3 separate regions of the Mus musculus genome follow, and regions 1 and 3 are each linked to region 2. A link is a contact called in public Micro-C data. All regions are on one chromosome and are shown on one strand. The core of a region is the stretch at or near the end of the contact, and the rest is flanking DNA. Distances in the headings are between cores, read along the strand shown.

What was found. Hi-C and Micro-C count contacts between places; a contact is called where the count stands out from the background.
Region 1: a Micro-C map of embryonic stem cells shows a contact between it and region 2, with 9 times the contacts expected there. The contact joins the promoter of Inhbb here to the promoter of En1 in region 2. A contact is called at or near these places in 1 of 39 promoter capture datasets (pre-B cells) and 2 of 484 Hi-C or Micro-C datasets (both in embryonic stem cells).
Region 3: a contact with region 2 is called in a Micro-C map of embryonic stem cells, with 5 times the contacts expected there. The contact joins the promoter of Gli2 here to the promoter of En1 in region 2. A contact is called at or near these places in 2 of 39 promoter capture datasets (embryonic stem cells and pre-B cells), 2 of 484 Hi-C or Micro-C datasets (both in embryonic stem cells) and 1 of 9 other capture datasets (liver).

Annotation. Positions count from the first base shown.
Region 1 is chr1:119,420,558-119,423,737 of GRCm38.p6, reverse strand. It overlaps Inhbb (inhibin beta-B), which reads left to right and starts at 1,490. Exons shown (of 2, transcript NM_008381.4): 1 at 1,490-3,111. The coding sequence starts at 2,652.
Region 2 is chr1:120,600,882-120,604,014 of GRCm38.p6, reverse strand. En1 (engrailed 1) reads right to left here and starts at 1,528. Exons shown (of 2, transcript NM_010133.2): 1 at 94-1,528. The coding sequence starts at 982.
Region 3 is chr1:119,051,897-119,055,124 of GRCm38.p6, reverse strand. It overlaps Gli2 (GLI-Kruppel family member GLI2), which reads left to right and starts at 1,506. Exons shown (of 14, transcript NM_001081125.1): 1 at 1,506-1,823.

The DNA of each region.
Region 1 (3,180 bases), core at 241-2,740, 1.2 Mb after region 2:
CTTTCGTGCTTCCGCGGAACTGCTGTTCTGGCTAAGGTCCACAGGGTAGGGTTGTCTTGGGAAGTTGGGAAGCAATGGATGTTGGTGGAACGACCCCCCTCCCCAAGTCTGAGGTGTCTTTAGGGAGGGTTGTCCCGATTCCAAAGAGAACCATCCATGCGTCTACCTCTCAGTCTTGCCTGTCGTTAGGTGAGCCTATTGTGGGTAAGCGTCCTGGGAAGGGGGGGGGGGGGCTGTTTGCAGGCAATGTGTTCTGGTCTCTGGGAACTGTGCCCCGTGGGCATTGTCGTCCCAGACCCAGGTAGGGTCGGGAAAAGAGACAGAAAGAAGAGGGTACATTTGCAGTTCTCTAGTCAGTACTGGGAGTCAGACTCCCACCCATTACTGGCAGCCAGAAGAGCGTCCCAGAACCATCTTTATATCCGCTTCTGCGAGGTTGGTTTAGTCTGTTTGGACCTCCCAAAGCACCAGTGTGGTGCAGGTATCACAGTGCCCCTTTACAGCCGAGAGAGAGAGAGAGAGAGAGAGAGAGAGAGAGAGAGAGAGAGAGAGAGAGAGAGAGAGAGAGAGAGAGAGAGAGAAAGAGGCAGGGCAAGGTGAGGTTGGACTGGATTCAAATCCGGTAGTACCTGAGCCCTTCATTAGAATCTGGGTTTGTCTGAGGCCAAGTGTGACAAGACACGAATGGGACAGTGGAGACCCCAACAGTCTGGCAAGCCCTGAGCCTCCAGAGACCTTGGGTCCTCAAAGATGGGTTCCCAAACAATGCAGGTAGACCCTCGGGCCAACTACAGCAGAGCTGGCCAAGCCTCCAGCAGCCTCCGCTTCCCTTACTCTTCTAGCCCAGGGGGTTAACCCATCGCCCATTGGGACAGCGGCCTCGGACGCTAGAAGAGGGCGCTGTAGCCCGAGGGTGGCATCCAGCCGCACCTCTTCTCTGCTGCATTCGAACTTACTCCCCACCCCCACCTAGCAGATTGGATAGCGAAAGATCGTCCCTTGAAGGCTCTAGGGGCAGCTGCGGCGAGAGAGGGTCGCCCGTCCCGGTTGTGAAAGGCGACAATTTGGGACGGGGGCGGGGGGCGGCTTTCGTGGCCCTGAGTAAGGGGTGTCCAGAAGCACCCGGATCCTACACCAGGAGCGTGTCGGTGCCATTTATCCATCGCCCCATGGGGCGAGGGTCTGGAGCACTCACGTGGTGGGAAAGTTTCGAGGTAGCAAAAGTGGCCTGGCATCGCGGGGGGGGGGGCGCAGGGTGGAGAGAACCTTCTTGCCCCTCCTCGCCAAGGCAGAAAGGGAAAGAGCGGAGGGAAGAGGGGGTGGGAGGAGGATCAGGCAGCAGCGACCTGCAGAATCCGCCTCCCCCTCCGCCCCCGGGACGCCCGAGTAGGGAGGCGCGGACCGTCTCCTCCCGCACTGCCCGGACGACACTCCCCCTCCCCCCTTTTTTTCCTGCCAACGTCTATCTCAACGCGCGCGCACATACGGAGATTGTGCGGCTTTTTTACCCCTCGGGAAAAAAAGAACAGGGAGTGGAAAGGAAGAGAAGGCAAAGCGAAGAACTCCTCGGGCGCGCTCTGCACTCCGAGCCACGGCTGGGCGCGGGGACGCTGCTGCCACCGCCACCGCCGACTCGCTCTCTCCCCGGCCCTGCAGCGTGTGCCAGTGGGAGCGCGAGCCAGGGCACTCGATTCTGGGGACACAGAGAGACTTTTGGCCGCCACTGCCGCGGCAGGCAGAAGAGACAGCGGCGAGAAGGGCCCTGCCACCGCCTTTCCCTCCTCCGCCGCCCCGGCCGGCCCGCTCAGGCGGCCAGGCACAGGGAAGCAGGGAGGAGCAGAGGCCCAGGAGAAGCGCGCCGCGGCTCGCCCGCCCGTGGATGCGGCGCCCGGGGGAGCCTGGAGACAACTTTGCCGGGTGACGCGCTGGGAGGACTGCAGGGCCCGCCGCCCAGGAGGGCTCGGCACCTCCTGTAAGAAGGGCCCGCGCAGCGGCGCTCCCCCGCACAGCTCTCTCTCCTCCCGCCGGCCCGGAGCAGGGGAGAAGGACCTGCCCATCACCGCCGCTGCCTCGGGCGGCCGTGTCCTCGCTGCGAGCAGCGACAGGGCGAGGCGCTCAGGTGCGGTCGCGGGGCCCCAGCCGCAGCGCCCTCCGCAGCGCCGCGCCCGGGGTCTCCGGCACCTTCGCTTCAGTCTCCAGAGCGACTTGCGCCCGCTGCCGCCTCTTCCCTCCACCTTTCCAGCCCGGCCGAGCCAAGCCACCGTGCCAGCACCGCTGCTGCCGCTCCTCGCTTTCGCTTCACCCCGATCAGGGGGCTGCGGTGGCCCTCGACGCGGAGAGGATGGGCAGGCTGCAGATGCCTAGGCGCCCCGAGTCGTCAGCGCGCCACTGACCCGGCGGTCCCCCCCACCCCCTCACCGCCAGCCCGCGTTCCCTTCTGGTCCCCGCGGCGCCCCTTCTCGGCCGCGCGGGAACCCCCGCGGCCCGGCCGGCCCCCTCCCCCTGCGAGCCGGCGGCGGCGCTCCCGGCAGGCGGGCGGGCGGAGGCCCGGGCGGGGGCGGGGCGGGGCGGTGCGCCCAGAGCCCGGAGCCCGGCCCTGAGCTCGCTTCGCCTCGCCTCGCGGCGGGCGCCCTCGTCGCCAGCGGCGCACCATGGACGGGCTGCCCGGTCGGGCGTTGGGGGCCGCCTGCCTTCTGCTCCTGGTGGCCGGCTGGTTGGGACCCGAGGCCTGGGGCTCTCCCACACCCCCGCCGTCGCCCGCTGCGCCGCCCCCGCCCCCGCCACCCGGAGCTCCGGGTGGCTCGCAGGACACCTGTACGTCGTGCGGTGGCGGCGGCGGCGGCTTCCGGCGGCCGGAGGAGCTGGGCCGGGTGGACGGTGACTTCCTGGAGGCGGTGAAGAGACACATCTTGAGCCGCCTGCAGTTGCGGGGCCGGCCCAACATCACGCACGCTGTCCCCAAGGCCGCCATGGTCACGGCCCTGCGCAAGCTGCACGCCGGCAAGGTGCGCGAGGACGGCCGCGTGGAGATCCCGCACCTCGACGGCCACGCCAGCCCGGGCGCCGACGGCCAGGAGCGCGTCTCCGAGATCATCAGCTTTGCAGAGACAGGTGGGTTCGGCCACAGGGAAGCCAGAGGCGGCCGCGATCCCTCCCTTTTTCCTTCTCCTAGGAAGCCCT
Region 2 (3,133 bases), core at 279-2,778:
ATGGAGCTTCAAACTGGACTCTCCCGGGCGTGACGGCTTGAAATTCTAGAGCATGGCCTGGACACATATGCACATCCCGGCTCGGGTACTCACCAGAGGACGGACGGTCCGAATAGCGTGTGCAGTAGACCCAGGCGGGCCACACTAGGGGTTGCTGTGAGTCAGTCTTGACCACCGGCCCACCGTTAGCCGAACCCATGAGTAGGATCGCAGGGTTGTGTTCCGGGAACTTGGCGCCCTGCGCCCCGGGACTCCCCGCGTTGCCTCCACTACCACCGCCACTGTCCGAGGGCTTCGAGGCTGCTGCCGCCGCTGCCGCCACTGCCGCTGCAGCCGCTGCTGCGGCCGCGGCCGCCGCAGCAGCCGGGTTCCCGGCTTTGGATGCGCCGGCGCTGACAGCGGTGGCGGGCTGGGAGCCGTCGGGTGGGCCACAGTTCGCATCTGGAGCACACAAGAGCGAGGCAGCCCCCGAAGCTCGTGTGCCCAGAGAGTGAACGGGGTCTCTACCTGCACCAGTCTGGCCTCGGTCACGCTCCACGCGGCTTCCTCCTCCTGCTGCTGCGCCTCCTCCGGCTGCAGCCGAAGCCACCAGGAGCTGAGGCAGGGGCTGTTCCTTTTTGCAACCGAAATCGGGCCTTAGGATGTTATCGATGAAAAAGTTGGTGGTGCGGTGCAGCTGGGCCGCGGGCTGCGGCTGGTGAGCAGGCGCCGCGAGATGCTGCGGTGGCGGCGGCGGCGGCGGCGGCGGGGGCGGGGGATGCGGGGGGAGGTGCGGGTGATGGGCCAGGGGCGGCAGACAGGGTGCCGCAGGAGGCGACGGGGGCGCTGGCTGCGGGGACACCGGCACGCTGTCTCCATCGCTGCCGCTGCTGCCGCTGGCTCCTGGGCTCAGACTCAGACTGAGGCCGCTCGGGGCCGCCGCTGCCACCGCGCCGAGGCCCGAGTCGCGCTGACTTTTAGGCTCCGGCTGCTGTTCTTCCATGCTCGGCCGCCCGGCAGCCCTGGCCGCGGCGCCGGCCCCCGCCCCCCGCGCCTCGCTCCCCACCCCACTTTGCCAGCGGGCCCGTGGGGGTGCGCGGAGAGGAAGAAGGCAAAGCGAAGCCTCAGCGAAGGCACAGGGCGGATGCAGGCGGAAAAAAGAAAGGCGAGCGTCTGGCCTGGCTCTCGCCCGCTCTGGTGGAGCAAATCTCGCTCTCTCCCTCTCTCTAATTTGTAGACATCCAGATACAGTGAAGACACTTGGCTATTATTTTCTTTTCTTTTTCTTTCTTTCTTTTTTTTCTTTCAGCAACAAGATTTCAGTGATTGGTCTTAATGGGGGGATAAGCCACGGCTCAGAAAAAAAAAAAAAGAGGGGAGAAAAAAAAAGAGAAAAAGGAATTTTTTTTAAAGCTCCGAGACTTTTTCCTTAAAGGGAAAAAAATAATCTTTAAAGTCTAGCCATCTTCCTAGGCAGTAGAGGGGTTTGACTTCCCCAGTGTCACGCTCAGCTGTGCCCAGAGAGCGAGGCTGGCAGCGCCTTTAATCGTCTTTGCTTTTTTGCAGGGAGAGCGCGTCTCCGCCAGTGCCGGGCTCCCTTTTCCCCCCTGAAATCTCTGACAGCTCGGATCTTTGCACAAACTCTCTCGCTTAAAAAAAAAAAAAATCACCCAGGCACACTTTTTGCCTTCAAACCGGAAGCACGTGAGTCAGGGCCGCACGTGTGTGAGACCAATGGCGAGCCAGAACTCGCGCTGACACTCAGGGTTCGGCCCAATGGGCGCGCGCGGGACTTTGCGGATAAATAATCCGGGGGCGGCGGCCGTGGGTGGAGAGGGGGTGCAGAGGCTCAGGCCCCGTACGTCCGGCCTGCCCTGCCCCCATTTGTGCCCACGCCCCTCCCCCCTTCAGATCCGGACTGAAGAGGGCATGAAGAGATCCGAGAAAGCTAGAATTTGGGATGTAGACAGATAAGAGAAGCAAGTCCACAACTTGTTGGAGAAATACAGGACTATGGGTTCGTGTGTGCTGGGAACAACGAGAAGCGGCAGGGATTTGGGATACCATACACCCCCCTCCCCATCCCCGGTCGCCGATTTAGTTTATATTCTTATATTCCCACGTTCTCTCTCTGTCTCCCCCCCCCCTCTCTCTCTCTCTCTCTCTCTCTCTGTGTGTGTGTGTGTGTGTGTGTGTGTGTGTGTGTGTGTGTGTGTGTGTGTGAAAAACCAAGAGATCGGGCATGAGCGAAAGACTTAGGGCTAGCTACCTTCAGAGGTGTCGTTTGTTTCCCACTAATGGCAAACCCAAGAGGCCTGCTACACCTTGCTGGCACTGTTGGTTTGTGTCAGTGGCTAGCCACACTGTCGCTGAGAGATTCGTAACTATGCCCTTCCCTGTCTGGATCACCAACACCCACAAGCTGTCCGGACGCTGTGGAGCCACGTCCAGAGGCCATAGAAGAGCCCTAGTGCATTCTGCCCTTTTCTTCCTTGGCTAAGGGAAATCCGGATTGCCCTAGCCCGGTAGAGTTGTCTCAGAAGAGCACCTAAGCCAGGCGACATGATGTGCCTCCTTGCAAGGCCTAGGTTTGGGTTTCAACTTCAGTGAAACCTCTGTGTTAGATTTCCCTGCAAAGTAAAAATCAGAACAATAAAACTACCGCGCTTCAAATGTTTGCCTTGGCCGGCTGAAGATTCAACAACGGGTTACCCTAATTCTAAGCTGAATTCGCTGGAATTGCTGCCCACTCCTGGGCATCTTGGGGTGGGGCCCTGAGCACTTTCGCCTCCAGTCGCTTCCACGCTGCTGTATTCTGGGCATTTCCTCTTTTCCCGAGTGAAATACCTCAAAAGTTTTTCCTCAACCCAGGTTAGAGAGTGAAGGGTGATGCTGGACGCCGGAGAGATTTCCTGGAGAGCTGTTTTGGAGGGTCGGGTACGAATAGACTGTTGAAGCCTTCAGTCCAAGAAAGCCTTCCACAGAGGAGGCCTTTCCCACCCAATGTCCTGTTGGAGATCCTGGCAGAACTACACTTCCCTGATCACCATCCCCAAATGTCATAGTTTCTGACTACCTCATAAGAGTTACACTCTCTACCCCTAGTTAAAAAAAAAAAAGTAAGATTTTATTTACACAGAGGCTAGATTGGGAA
Region 3 (3,228 bases), core at 257-2,756, 1.5 Mb after region 2:
ATAAAGCTAAGGGAGAGCCCACGGTGTAAACTGTGCCGTCCACCAACAGTGATCCAATCAGTGAGTAACATGGGCTGAGAAGGAGCTTTCTCTAAGGCAGGGTGGAATTGGTCTGGAGGCTTGGTTCTCTTGCTTTGAGAAGGAGGGGCTCGAAAGAGATGTGACCAACATTCTCAACAGGACACCTCTATTTAAATGGACCGACCTTAGATTATTGTGGGCAAGTTTCTAAGCGTCCTCAGGCATCAGTCACTCCACCTTTAAAAGGAGGATACCCTATGGCAGGCTAAGCAATACAAAGGAACTAGACCTCAGGAAGAAATATAAAGAAGTCCCGCGGGCAGCTTTCTAAGAGCAGAGCCCAGGAGAGGAAGCTGAGTCCCATGGCTTGGGAGGGCACGGCCATTTGCTGCCTGCTTGCTTCTTGGAGTGGACAGTTCTGGACTGTATGGAAAGCCGGGGCTACTTAAGCAAATGCTTTCATGAACAGCCTCATCTACACTTTGGCCTGCAACTTCGGTGAGCCTAATTCTTCCTTCTCCCTCTGATTACTTCCATCTGGCTGCAGCAGCTTCAATGGAGTCTCCGGGATTAAAAAAAAAAGAGAAAAAAAAGAAAAAGAAAAAGAAAAAGAAAGAAAGAAAGAAAGAAAGAAAGAAAGAAAGAAAGAAAGAAAGAAAGAAAGACCCCTCTCACTGCAAAACATAAGCAGCAAGCCTAAGGTTGGCGTCACTTGTCGCCGGCGTGCTCTCAGATGGCGGCGTGAGCGAGCCATGGCGAGGGGCGCCTGGGACCCCGGGCACCTGCACTAGCTGCCCGGGCGACGAGGGCCTGCGTGAATCCAGTCTTGCTTCCCAACCCACGTGTCTTCCTTCTGCTACGGCGCACAGAGGATCCGGGAGTTTTGGGAACAACCAGCGGAGGGCTGAGGGGGTTGGGAAGAAAGGGGGAGTTCAGATATTGAAACCAGCAGTCGCAGCGCCCGAGCTCCGGAGCTCATCTGACTTGAGTTAGCAACCCCCCAACCCGGCGCCTTAGAAAAAGTGTTTGAGACTGGCGTGTGCTCCTGTAGCTGGAACTTTCTGGTAGGGGTGCTTTATTTCCTCCGAACTGGGTTGGAAGAATCTGCGATAGTCCCAGCTCTTCTCCTCCAGAGTGGCGTCTGGGTCGTCACCCCCCACCCCCACTCCCTAACTCCTGGGTTCTCTGGTCCCCCGCTGGAACTTTCCGAAGGGGTGCTTTCCTTGCTGGAGCTGAGGTGGGGGAGAGTCTGTGTTCGCCCGCTGGCAATCCCCCTCCAGGGTGGTGTCCCCCCACCCCCAGCCTCAGAGGCAGGGTGCACGCGGCGGGGCGGGCAAGCTAAGGACGCGACGATCAGGGTTTGCCCAAGCTCAGCGCGCGGGGGCGCTGCGCCATCCCAGAGACGCTGATGGATTGCATGAGTGCCGGCGTTCGCCAGCCGAGGCAGCACGGCTCCGCGGACTTTTTTTCAAACTCCTCTCATCAATGAGACTTCGAGGAGGAGCGGGAGGCGGCGGCGGCGGCTACAGAGGACGCGGAGGAAGGCGAGGAGGAGCCAGAGGAAGGAGCACGGGTCGTGCGTAGCATCGCAGCCGCCCGGAGCTGCTGGCCTGGTGTCCTTAGGGACTGCCCGAGTCCCCCGCCCGCCTTGGTCCCCTCCTCTGCCTGGCCAGCCCCGCCCCGGCAGCCGGAGCCCCCGCACTCGGCAGCCCCACTCCAGCCAAGTTGGGATGGGGCCCTGCAACCACTGCCCGGCGCCCGAGAGGCCACCTGCATGCTAGAGGCAAACTTTTGTCTCCTCGGTAAAGTTGCATTGGCCTTCCCACCCTTCCTTTTTTCTTTTCTTTCTTTCTTTCTTTTTTTTTTTTTCCTCCCCTTACTCTTGGTGGCGAAGCACTTCCTAGCCTGGCCAGCTTCGGCTGAGATGCTGTGGCGGTCTTGGAGTGTCTCTCATCCGTTTACCGGAATCGAGATCGTGACACTGATTTTAGGGGGGCCGGCTAAAGAAGGCAACCCTGATTAGTGCCCTGGTCCAGCAGCGGCAGGGCTTAAGGAGGATCTTGGGGATCAGAACTCGTGGCCGGGGTCGATTTTATTACCACAGCCCTCCACTTGAGGGGAAGTGCTTCTTGTTCTTGGGTTGCTCGGGTAGGCCGGTCTTTGACCGGTGGTACCGCTTGGAGCCTGGAACTGTTTGGGGGCGACGTGGGGGCTGGGGTGCGCCGAAGCTCCCTTAGATGGGCAGCTGGGAGCGCGCCTGTGGGACTGTGCGGTGTGCTGCAACCGCCGCCGGCCACTTGGAAACTTGCAACTCTACTTCTCCGCGCTGCGAGTCCGCGTCCAGGAGCCAGTCTTTTCTTTCTTCCTTCTTTCCCTCTCGTTGAACCCTGTTGCCCCTTCCCTCCGCCGCCAGTCTCTGGACCTCGGTTCTGGCTTCCTTACCTTTCTCTCTTATCCTAGGTCTCCAGATCCCCTTGACTTCCAGAATGGATCCACGCGTAATCCTTCGCCGAGGGATCGGTTCCCCCTACTCCTCGCTTTCATCCTAGCCCCCACTTAACACCCCCCAAGCAATCTCTCAACAAGTATATTTGCTGAGGAATTTGAAAAATCCACTACTGCAACTTGATCTGTGTGTGATGGATGAGGAGCGGCGCGGACAGAGTTGGGCGCCAATCCTATTAAGGGTTTAGAGAGAGGGGAGCGTTTTTTTTCCTCCGGGATTGGGGGTGGGGGGAGGGACCGTGTGCTTGAGTGAGTTCGAGAGGGCTCCCGCCGCGCCGGGAGCTGGAAGTCCACCCAACTGGGCTCCTTTTCAGCCCGGCAGCAATTGCTCTCATTTCCTAGGAAACCTGACTTTTAGAGCTTGAGGACACTAAGGATGGAGCCCTTGCGCTTCACCTCGAGTGACCTGGCTACAGAGACGCAAGGAGTTTGTGGGGATCCCCCAGGGCGCCTCTCCTTCCAGGCTTTGTGTGTGTGTCTGTGTGTGTAACTGTCCTGTGATTCCCAGAGCCGATCCCAGTTGGAGCAGGGGTAGGAGAGACTTCTCTTGGTAGTCTCATCCTTCAGAGACTGGGAAGGGATGGGTTCTGTACCTCTCTGTTCCCCAGCTGGGGCATCCTTCATCTTGCTGTTCGGTGGCCGCACGATGTCCTGGGCCCCTTGCCCCTCCGCCCTCGCTGGGCGTGTAAAGGTTTAATCCCC